3 separate regions of the Zea mays genome follow, and all the other regions are linked to region 2. The links are chromatin contacts, called in public Hi-C maps. All regions are on one chromosome and are shown on one strand. The core of a region is the stretch at or near the end of the contact, and the rest is flanking DNA. Distances in the headings are between cores, read along the strand shown. Region 1 holds the start of LOC100191618. Region 2 holds the start of LOC103633515 (protein transport protein SEC31 homolog B). Region 3 holds the start of LOC103633514 (Lactoylglutathione lyase / glyoxalase I family protein).

Region 1 (3,695 bases), core at 1,111-3,610, 250 kb after region 2:
GTGGTTGCAGTCGATCGGGTGCCGAATTCGGTCCATGTCTTGGTCTGAATATTGCCTCCAAATACATGAGTGGTTTGGCTGTGATCAGCATGAATCTCTGATTCGTAAGATGTTCCAAATACGACAATTAGGATCGGTGGACGATTATGTAGAGCAATTTTGTACTCTTGTGGATCATCTTTCAGCTTACGAAGCCAATGTCGATCCATTGTATTACACCATGAGATTCGTGGACGGCTTACGTGATGATATTAGGTCTGTCGTAATGGTGCAAAGGCCTTCGACTCTCGATACTGCTTGCTCTCTCGCATTGGTGCAAGAGGAAGCGACATCTTCAAGTAAATGGCAACGTACATAACCACCATTTGGACGAACATCTTACAAAGCACCATCATCTCTTGGCAAGATGGAGAAGGAGGAAATCATGAAGAGCGGTGCACAACCAGATAAATGGTCTTCTTCGGACAAATTGGATTCTCTGCGTCGTTTCAGACGGACCAAGGGACTGTGTGGTAAGTGCGCGAAAAAGTGGAGTTATGGTCATAAATGTGTGGCCACAGCTCAATTGTACGCCATGGAAGAAGTATGGGAATTGTTGTCTGAAGAACCAGAAGAAGAGCCAGTGGTGGAGACAGTTGAGGAACCATCTGCACAACTGTTTCTATCAATTTCCAAAGCAGCATGGCTGGGTTCAGAAACTCCACATACTTTGAAATTACTGCCCTGTATTCAAGGAATACCACCATTGATTCTTATTGACGGTGGAAGTTCTCATTCATTCTTGAATGACAAGTGGAAGCAGTCCTTGCAAGGTGTATCACAGAAATCTTCTTGTCTGCATGTGCAAGTGGCTAATGGAGCAGTAGTACCTTGCCAGCACGCCATATTACAGGCCAAGTGTTAGATACAAGGATATGAGTTCGTGTCAGACTTAACATTTTTCAAACTACCCCACTGTGATATGATCGTCTGAATGGATTGGTTGGAGTCTTTTAGCCCAATGGAGGTCGATTGGGTGTAGAAATGGTTTTAATACGTGAACTAAGTTGAACGATCATTGCTTGTCTCGTGCTACTTGTATTTTACGTCTCCTTTAGAATTACCTTGTTTTTGAAAATTTAAAAAACATATCGTTAGAGTCCAAAATTTTAAAAGCACATGTTTCCTCTCAATTTTAGATCATGATCGAAGTAGCGCCCTCGCTATAAGATTTAAGGATAAAGGTATCCGCAGTGGTTTTCTTTAAATTTGTCTCCCTATAGCCTACTTTTGTGCCACCTTAGCTAGATTCTACCTTCTACTTTTCATCTCCCGCAACAGTTCCTCCTATATTCTCTCTATACCACACTACAATCATAAAATATCATTATTCAACCATATTCATCATATATTATCAAGTTTCTTCAACTATTAAAAAAACTGACGTACACGCGAACAAAGAAAGGGGAGCCAGTGTCCTCATGCTGTTTCTGGCGGAATTCTATTCACTTCCGCCGGCCGGGGCCTTATAGGGGACACCGCTGCAGCCGTGGGAGCTCCTGTAGCCACGAGATCGAGGGGAGGGGGCGGTCTGGCGGGAACCGATGCAGCTAGCCTAAACCATCGTTGCACCATGTTCCTTTTAAGAAACTGATTTTATAATACAACTAAGTGTGCTTTATAAACACTACTACCACTTTTGTGTTGAAATACAAGGAATCAAAATTTATCCTAAAACAAGCTATCATAAAATTTAAGCAGAAAGATACAAAATAATATTAATATTTATCACATCAAAGAGGTAAGTTATGAAACTACATTTCAAAATGATGTTAATTTGATACCATGTTTTTTTATAGTTAATATCATTAGAAAATAGATGTTTTTATTGTTTTTAGGATAGAGAGTATTATCTACTACTATAATCTATCTATCTACTACTATAAAACATCAGTTTCGATGGTCGTCATGCTTCACGCGCGAAATACGTATGCCTATTCACCTCCCTTACCAACTGTTATAGGCCGTGAAAGCTACCTAAGGATGTATTAGTGGGCCGCTACATCACGGATACACCGTGAAAAATCATACAAACCCAACACGACAGAAAAGCGACACACGGTGTATGTTCCTTTCTAACTCATATCTCTTTAGGTCTTTTAACCAAGATAAAATGTAATATCTGTTTTTGTGTGGCATCATAATACACAAGCATTGTATTATGTAACATTGATACGTCTTTGTTATGGTTATTACTCATCAAACATAATATACTCGAGCAACACACGGGTCATTAACTAGTAATATATAAAACGCTAACTAGTCTAGTATTATATAGAAAATTCCTCAAACCGGTCTTACCGGACGCAAGCTGGTTTGCCTGCCTGGCAAACAGCAACGCGAGTTCAGGTCATCAGGTTTCAGGTGTCCATCCAACCTTCTGTCGTCTCCGGGTGCTCCGGGCCAGTCGTCGACGGCGAGCCGTACGTATATTATTACCCCCAGGCGAAACCCAAAGAGAACCCGTACCAACCCAAACAAAACCACACACCACCTCCTCGCCGGCTCGTCATCGCCATCGCCATCGTCATCGCCATCGCCATCGTTTCATTGCGAGTCTCCGTTTCATCTCGCCCCCTCACCCCCACACACACTGGAATCCCCGCGTCTGAATCCGGCGCCCCCGCCCCGATCCGCGCCGAATCGCCGCCGCTCGGGGTGGAACCCTAGCCCGATCTCGATCCGTTTCTCCGCGATGGGCGCCGGCCGTGTCTGTCGCGGCGGCCCCTCCTCCGCCTCCCCCGCCGCAGGGCGGCCGTTCTCGACGCTCGCCGCGTCGTCCTCCGCCTCCCCTTCCTCGGCTCCTTCAGAGACGGCGTCCACGTCGGTCACCAAGACGGTGAACGGCTCCCACCACTTCAAAATCGCGGGCTACTCTCTCTCCAAGGGAATCGGGGTGGGGAAGTTCATCGCTTCCGAGTCCTTCAACGTGGGGGGATTCGACTGGGCGATCTACTTCTACCCCGACGGGAAGAGCGCCGAGGACGGCGCTGCCTACGTCTCGCTCTTCATAGCCCTCGCCAGCGAGGGCACCGATGTGCGCGCGCTGTTCGAGCTCACGCTCGTCGACCAGAGCGGCAAGGGTCAGGATAAGGTGCATACCCACTTCGGGAGGTCGCTCGAGAGCGGCCCATACACCCTCAAGTACCGCGGCAGCATGTGGTGAGTCTTCCTTACCCTATGTGTGTGAGACGGGTGTGCATGTCACAAAACTTTGTGGTGCCTGCCAAATTGAACTGACCTGCCCAATTGGAACTTGCTAAATTGATCATTATCTTGAGTAGGAAATGATGTATGTGCTCTAAGATTATGGGCAACGACTACTGTACAATCATGCCTTATGTGAAAGCGTGCAAACCAACATCCTGGTTCATCAGATCATTAGATCATGATCCAACTGTAGATATAACTGTGGTGTGTTAATAAATCTATGTGAGCTGGTGGTGGAAGTGTTTAAGTGTTAAATATGACATACGGTTGGATCATGATCTAACAGACTAGGACGCTCCCTTGCACGTTTGCACATAAGGTTTGATTGCACAATAGTCGTTTCCAAGATCATGTTGGTTAAACTTCAACTTTGTATATGTTGTAAAACTGAGAGATGCTGGTGTGCATGGTGGCTGGTTGCCCTGCCCCTTAAGTTCTTTTAGTCA
Region 2 (3,876 bases), core at 370-2,869:
GTACATGGCTGGAGCCATCAATCTTCAGAAGCTCCTAGCCATGTCGTTGCCCTCTAATCCTTAGGATTTGTGGGGGTTGGTTGGGTTCCTCCCTATTGGGTGTGGCTTGTAATTGGATTTTCTTGTGTTTTTTCGGGTTAGGCTTTTTTTTAGCCTTACCCTTGTTTTCTTTTCTATCTTAATGAAATGACACGCAGCTCTCCTACATAGTTGAAACCGCATTTTGGCGTTCTAAACTGTAGAACGCAGAGTTTCATGTGTTTTAGACCATTAGCTACTTTTGGGTCCAATCTGTTAGTTACTTTTGGTTGGGTCCAATCTGGCTCATGGGTGAAATTTTGGTAAGCCACTAACCTCTCTGTTTTGGTATTTAACTTCATGTTATTATATTATTGTCTGAAATTATGATATATTTGTATTTTTCATATTTTGTTTAAAACTACGTTTAAACTTTGTGTTTAAAAGTCAAAACTTCACCCATGAGTGTTTCAATGTTTTATCGTTTTAATAACCTTGCTGGAATGGCAAAAATCATGCTAGGGTCATCGTAAGCAAGCACGGTGAAATCATGTTTACCATGGAATGAAAAGCACTACTGAATCATTAGAAGCCATAAGTAGCAGAAACCATGCATCTCACGAATAACCATTAACCAATCAGGCAAATCCTTAATCCTCTTGTATGAGGATAAGCTCTGTGCAAAACTGCAAGTACCTTGAGTGGAGGGTACACAATTGGCTCAACGGGGTTCTTGAGATCCCAGATGCAAAGCTCCCCCTGCTCAGCCCCAGAAGCGAGCCGATTCGGTGTCAGCTCACTGAACTCCAGTCCACAAACCTGGCAGACCGAACACAAACGCGATCATCGCACGACGAACGCCAGGTGCGTAAAACTAACTAGCCAGCCCCGCGCAACTCACCGGTCCGGTGTGCTTCTCCAGACGCGCGACCATGGCGTCCTCCGCTTTCCCCTCGGAGCTGAAACAGCGGCAATTCAGTCAGAACGGGAGCAGATCCCAAGTGCGAAGCGGAGCGAGGAAGGCGGATCCGGACCTGATCAAGCTCAGCGGGTTCCACACGGCGACGGAACCGTCGCTGAGGCCACCGGCGAGGAGTCCAAGCGAAAAGGAGTCGCCCTCGACGGCGCCCGGGCGCGACCAGGAGAGGCGGTTGAAGCGGTCCGGGGAGGGCGCGGCGGCGAGGAGCGGGAGGTCCGGGGAGTCGGACTGGAAGTCGAGGCGGAAGATCTCGATGTTGGCGGAGGCGGAGAAGCTCAAGTCGACGGCGCCGGTCATGGTGCCCGCGGCGAGGTACGGCGCGTCCGGCGCCAACGCCGTCAGCGCCGCCCGCTGCGCGCTCTTGATGCACGCCATCGCCGGCGAGACCGCGCAGATCTGGGCGCGCGCGCTATAGCTCGCCCAGGGCAGGGGCGCTTTACGGAGGAATTGCGAGGGCGATCGAGATCGAAGAGGAAAGAGAAGAGAGGTGGTGGTGATGCAGCGGGAGAGGGGTTCGGCCGTTCGGGACTTGGCCGAATCGCTGCGGATCTGATCGGGCGGGGGTTTGCGCTTACGGCTTACCCTGCCTGGCGTGCTGAGACGCTTGATTTGGAAGCCTTCGGCCGGCTTTTTTTCAAAGAACTTTTTTTAAATGTTGGTTGTGAAGAAAAATTGGCTGTAGTAAAAGCTGATGATTAGAATCTGGGTGTTTGGTTCGGCTGCTGTGAAGAGAAATTGGTAGGTAGAATTTGGATGTTTAGATACGCAGATTATGAAATTGTAGATTCTGATTAAAAAAGAAACAGATAAATACAGACAACCAACTAGTGCATTACGGGACTGATAGGATTATTAAATATCAGTGTCTGAAATATATATGCTTAAATGTCCAAATTATGGTATTGTTAATATCTGAACATGAGGATTAAAGGTACACTAAACAACTGCAATGGCAGCAGCGCATGGATATACTGTTCCAAACATGAGTTAAACCTTCATCAGAAACATGTGTTGAATTTACGTGAGTTAAACCTTCGTTGGAATCGAACACGTTCCTTGCCTTTTGCCACGCTATACTCAATCTTAAAATATACGAACAGCATCACACACTAGTGTGCAGAATGTAAAGAGGTAGTGCAGGAATCACCCGCTTCCTCGCGACGCGGCCGTAGAGCCGATTCTCCATCCACGTTGAAACGGTGCAGTGGAAAGAAGCGCTTCAAGGAGAATCAAGGTAGTGTTTGGTTGAGGAGCCAAGTAGAACGGAGCCGTTCCATCCCTGATTCTAGGAACGGAGCCGCTCTGTTCTGTGTTTGGTAATCTGGAACGGAGCGGTTCTATTTTTTGTTTGGTTGCAGAGTGAACGGAACGGAGCGTGACTGTGAGAGCGGGATTGGAACGGAGCGGCTCCGTTCCATTGATTTTTTGGAGCGGAATGGTTCCGGATCTGAGGAGAATATTCTCTAATTGAAGCCATTCCGTTCTAGTTACTTTGTAACCAAACAACAACAAAACTGGAACAGAACGGTTCCGTTCTACTTGGCTCTCCAACCAAACACTACCCAAGTGGAGAATTCAGGCGTTTGGCATCGAGATCCAGCTTTTCCCCACCAGAAGCTGCACAGAATCTATTCCAAACAGGCCCTACCTATTTACGAGCGATCAAGGGTCGTTCAGCTGTTCGCTTCCTGTTAAAAAGGCAGCTGTCGGAAGCTTATACGGATTAAAACTAAACGAACTAACATAAGTGACGTGGACCATTTTAGATTCCAACATGTATCTGTAATATGTGGATCAAATTGAGACAGCTCTACTAGTGAATCTGATCCATAGTTTGAATCTATGATCTACAGTGTTTGACTCCAAATCCAAAATATTTGTTTGACTCTAGATAATTTGATTGAGACGACCTAATTTATCCTTTGATAAGCTCCACTTACCACTTTCTCTGATTCTTTCTAACTATTTTGACAAATTTGCACGAATAAAAAAACTATGGATTGTCGAAACTCAAAACGAGGTGGGTGGGGCCAGCGGGCCTGGAGCTCCAGCGGTCGTCGAATAGTCGGAAACAATAGAAGTGAGATAAACTGGTGTATAAAAACGAACGAAAAGGAATATTAAATGGAAATTCAAAATTTAATACAAACACACATGATATTGCAGATACAGATATGCAACACCTTGGTTACAAGGAATGAAGTTTGGTCCTTGGTTGAAAGAACTAAGAAAAACGTGATTGGAACCAAGTGGGTCTTTCGAAACAAGTAAGATGAACATGACGTGGTTACAAGAACAAGGTAAGGCTAGTTGCTCAAGGATTCACTCAAATAGAAAGCATCGACTTTGGAGAGAGTTATGCATCGGTGGCCAGGTTAGAGTCAATAATAATGTTAATTGCTTATGCCACTCACCATGATTTCAAGCTCTACCAAGTGAGCGTCAAGAGCGCCTAAATGGACCGATTCAAGAATTGGTCTATGTTGAGCAGCCGCTAGGATTTGAAGATCCAAAGAAGCTCAACCACGTCTATCAACTATATAAGGCTATCTCAAGCACCTTACCAATCCACATACCCATAATCAAACTCCACTTTGTGAACAGTGCAGTCTACAACGCAGAACAGTGCAAAAATAATGTTTTTAGATAAACTTTGGGTGGACTATTGCAGACGACCTAAGGGCTAAGGCACTCTATGGGCTCAAACAGGCCTCTAGACCATGGTATGAATGTGAAAGGTGAATATGGTTTAACCTTTTCCTATAAATATTTTTGGTGGTTGAATGCCCAACACAAATAATTGGACTAACTAGTTTGCTCTAGATTATATATTCCACATGTGCATAAAGGTTCAACACAAACCAATAAAAGATCAAAGT
Region 3 (3,863 bases), core at 538-3,037, 140 kb after region 2:
ATGATCAAAATAGCACGGTTCGAAGGTAGATCTAGACAGGACCTCAATTTTCGGCCTATTGAGATCCGACACGATCCACATGCATGTGCCAATCTTAGATCGGCTTGGGCCAATAAAACTTATAGTGTTTAATTTCTTTAATTTAATAAGCTATAGACATTATATGGTTACAATATTTAGATTTTTATGTGGTTCAAATATATAGATCGAGCTTAGGTTAACATGGTGCGATGAAGATCCTACTTAATTTAAAGCTAGACTAAACCTGCAAGTTTTTGGGACTTTTCGTTCTAGACCGAAGCACGACCCATGACTAGTAGTGACACCGGGGTTTAATTTTCCGGAACGAGATCAACGAATTTTGGTAATATTTTCCGTTTTCGCTACTCACCGAAAAACTAATTTCAGCCCAATTTTAAATGGATTTTAATTCAAAATATAAAAATATAAAAGTCAAAATTTGGTCGAAATTCGATCAATGTAAACGAAATTGGTGAACCCTTGTGACACCTTGCGGCATATCACAACCTAGCGCATGCACCGAATTTTTTGTATTTTGTCCTTTTCTTAGAAAAAAATTCAGGTTTGGACCTTAAAAAATTTTGATGTCATTTTTGGACTCTTTGCTCGGCGCCATAGCCTATGGCGCCGAGGTACGTGTTGCGCTGTCCCACCCCTGACGACGTGGCGCCGACGTGCCACCGAGCTCGGCGCCAAGATCTATGGCACCGAGCTCGGATATATAATTGCAAAGCTTGTCTAGCTTAGTTGGTAGAGTGATATTCAATACACATTTGTGGTAAAGTACAACGACGGGATGATTTTATAAAGTACTCCGTACTTCTAAAGGGTGGGTTATTTATGTACATGGTCCTTGCGTTACGGAGTTTGAATAAACAAAAACAAAAAAATATATAGATGAATAAACAAATCAGTCACAAAAACAAAAAAAATCTAGATGAGAAATAAATCTGGACGGACAAATCAGCAACATAAACAAAAAATATGGACAACAAAAAACAAATTTGTGACAAAGACAAAAAAGAAAACTATTAAACGCCCACCATGAGACTTGAACCCACAACCTCAAGGTTAAAAACCTTATACTCTACCGACTAAGCTAGATGAGTTTTGTCATTACATATTCGAGCTCGGCGGCATAGATCTTGGCGCCGAGCTCGGTGCCACGTTGGCGCCACGTCGTCTAGGTTGTGCCAGCGCAACACGTTCTTCGGCGTCATAGCCTATGGCGCCGAGATGTGTTACCTCGGCGCTATAGGCTATGACGCCGAGTAAAGGGTCCAAAAGTGACATTAAAATTTTTTAAGGTCTAAACGTGAATTTTTTTCAGAGAAACGGACAAAATACAAAAAGTTCGGGCGCATGCATGGGTGGGGTGACGGTGGCGCTCGCAACTCAGTAACTCACACGTGCCCGCTCGGACTCAAGGGGCTGGGGCACGGGCATGGGCATGGGCGCATGGCATGCCTGCAAGCAGAGTGTAGCAGACGGCGTCAGCACGCCACCTTGGCCGCTTGGCGGCCACACGGTGCCGACCTGACAGGGGCGCGCGCTCTCGAGTCCCAGTCCCAGGCTACTGCCGTGGCGGGCCTTACGGCCGCCACGTCGGCCGAGGCCACCCATCCATGCAAGCGGCGCATGGGAACGTGGCATTCCGGCGCGACGGCACGACCGCGCTCCCGCGCCATGCGTCACGGTCACGTGCACGCAGAGCCCCGCTCGCCTTCTATAGGTAGCGCCGCGCGGGTGGCGTCGCTTCTGGTCTGTGGCGGATCGGATCGACACCCAGCCAGCGCGTGGAGAGTAGAACACCCCCAAGAGGCCAGGACTGAGACTGACCATGGGAGAAGCGTGCAGGGACGCGGCGGCTGCGGGCCGGCAGCTGCTGCAGGACGAAGCGGGCGGAGGAGGAGGGCGTCACGCGGAGAAGGAGCTCGTCGGTGACCCGACCCACGACTCGGCCGTCTCGGCGAAGCTGTACGAGGACGTGCCGGCGACGCCGATGATGGCGCTCAACCACATCTCCCGCCTGTGCGAATCCGTCGACGCCTCCGTCCGGTTCTACGTCAAGGCGCTCGGCTTCGTGCTCATCCAGCGCCCGCCGGCGCTCGACTTCTCCGGCGCATGGTATCTAAGGACCATATATATACTTGGCTTGGCCGGCTGACTTGTTCGAACGGACCATTAGTTCACACATGCACGAGCCATGAGGTGACAATCATCTCCTGCTGCTCCTGGTTACAGGCTCTTCAACTACGGCGTGGGTATCCACCTCGTGCAGCGCGACGACGCGCGGCGGGCCCCCGACGTGAGGCCGGAGGAGGCGGAGCTGGACCCCATGGACAACCACGTGTCGTTCCAGTGCGAGGACATGGGCGCCATGGAGCGGCGGCTGCGGGAGATGCGCGTGCGGTACATGAAGCGGACCATCAACGAGGAGGAAGGGTCGCCCATCGACCAGCTCTTCTTCAGGGACCCGGACGGCTTCATGATCGAGATCTGCAACTGCGAGAACCTGGAGCTCGTCCCCGCCGGCGCCTTCGGCCGCCTCAGGCTGCCCCGCGACCGCCACAACCCGCCCGTGCGCATGGTCGCCGGCAGCGACGAGTAGAGGGGGAGGGGGCTTTCGCGTCCGCGTGACCCTCTGCCCTCCAAGGCCAGCAGCCCAGCACCACAGGGGGAGAAATAGTTTGTGGCTCATATAATCGCCGAGGGCTCTTAATTATGCTGGATTCTGGGTCGTGTTTCCTGCCGAGTTTCAGTTTTGAATTCGAATTTGTTCTAGTTTTGACCTGCTTCGGTTACCAGGAGATTCTTAGCAAGATGAACCGTGGAATAACTGTGAAACTAAACCGTGGAAGATGAATTCTCAATCAGGTCTAAATAGGCAACCGACAGCCTAGCCTGGACACTGCTTGGTTCTAGCGGGCTATAGTAGGGCAGGCTAAAATATCTAAACTGAACCTGACTACAACCATTACACGCCTTCTACTGCTACAGCTATCTGGATGAAGGAATACGATAATAGGAGATAATAGAACAGGGTATGGAATTATGTTGTATCATTCATATCCTTTTATGGTATACGCCTTCGCTCTTTTATACTTGTCTACTGTTACAATAGGCCGCTAGCTAGTCCATACGTCACAGGAGAGCGGATAGCGCGTTACAATAGTCCGCTAGCTAGCCCATACGCTCGCAGGATAGCGCGCACTGGGCTTACGCAGACGCCGGCCCACAACCACATCCTCCTTTACTTCTTTGCCTTTTGAACACAAGCCTATTTAGCGCCATTTTCAGCGTCATGACACTGAATACTGACAAACCGATCAAACCATCGGTGCTGCCAATAACAAGTAGAAATTGATATTCTCGTGGGCGAAACTTGCAAGGTAGTCATACATACTATGGGCTCTTTTTTAGCTCAGTAATCATACTTAGATGTTCTATGGACAGTCTCTCTATTTTTTTCTATTTTAGTTTTCCGTATCTAAAACCTCTATTTTTTTCTATTCTAGTTTTCCGTATCTAAAACTAAGAGCAAACTTTTGGAACTAAGAGCAAACCCCAAAAGGATGCTAATTTTTTTCTATTTTAGTCTTATTGTACTTTTCCGTATCTAAAACTAAAAGCAAACTTAAAACTAAGAGCAAACTCCAAAAGGATGCTAAAAAGTTACCACTAAAAGAGCAAACTCCAAAGGATGCTAAAATGTTATCACTAAAAAGTGATTATTGGTGGCGGGCTAAAAGTATTTAGGGAAGAATTATGAAAGAATTATTGTGTATACTCCAAGTTTCCTTAAACAAAAACTGAAACACGAAAAGTTGGGCTAATTTTTT

The links. A called contact is a pair of places that touch in the nucleus more often than the background predicts.
Region 1: a Hi-C map of leaf shows a contact between it and region 2, with 4 times the contacts expected there. The contact joins the promoter of LOC100191618 here to the promoter of LOC103633515 in region 2. A contact is called at or near these places in 2 of 25 Hi-C or Micro-C datasets (ear and leaf).
Region 3: a Hi-C map of leaf shows a contact between it and region 2, with 5 times the contacts expected there. The contact joins the promoter of LOC103633514 here to the promoter of LOC103633515 in region 2. A contact is called at or near these places in 11 of 25 Hi-C or Micro-C datasets (bundle sheath, ear, endosperm and 3 more) and 2 of 3 datasets of contacts at active chromatin or transcription factors (leaf and seedling).

The regions. Positions count from the first base shown.
Region 1 is chr7:179,668,036-179,671,730 of Zm-B73-REFERENCE-NAM-5.0, reverse strand. LOC100191618 reads left to right here and starts at 2,360. Exons shown (of 4, transcript NM_001137047.1): 1 at 2,360-3,201. The coding sequence starts at 2,735.
Region 2 is chr7:179,920,068-179,923,943 of Zm-B73-REFERENCE-NAM-5.0, reverse strand. LOC103633515 (protein transport protein SEC31 homolog B) reads right to left here and starts at 1,619. Exons shown (of 22, transcript XM_008655197.3): 1 at 1,053-1,619; 2 at 920-977; 3 at 715-837. The coding sequence starts at 1,372.
Region 3 is chr7:179,778,301-179,782,163 of Zm-B73-REFERENCE-NAM-5.0, reverse strand. LOC103633514 (Lactoylglutathione lyase / glyoxalase I family protein) reads left to right here and starts at 1,787. Exons shown (of 2, transcript NM_001159159.2): 1 at 1,787-2,148; 2 at 2,266-2,768. The coding sequence starts at 1,862. The coding sequence ends at 2,632.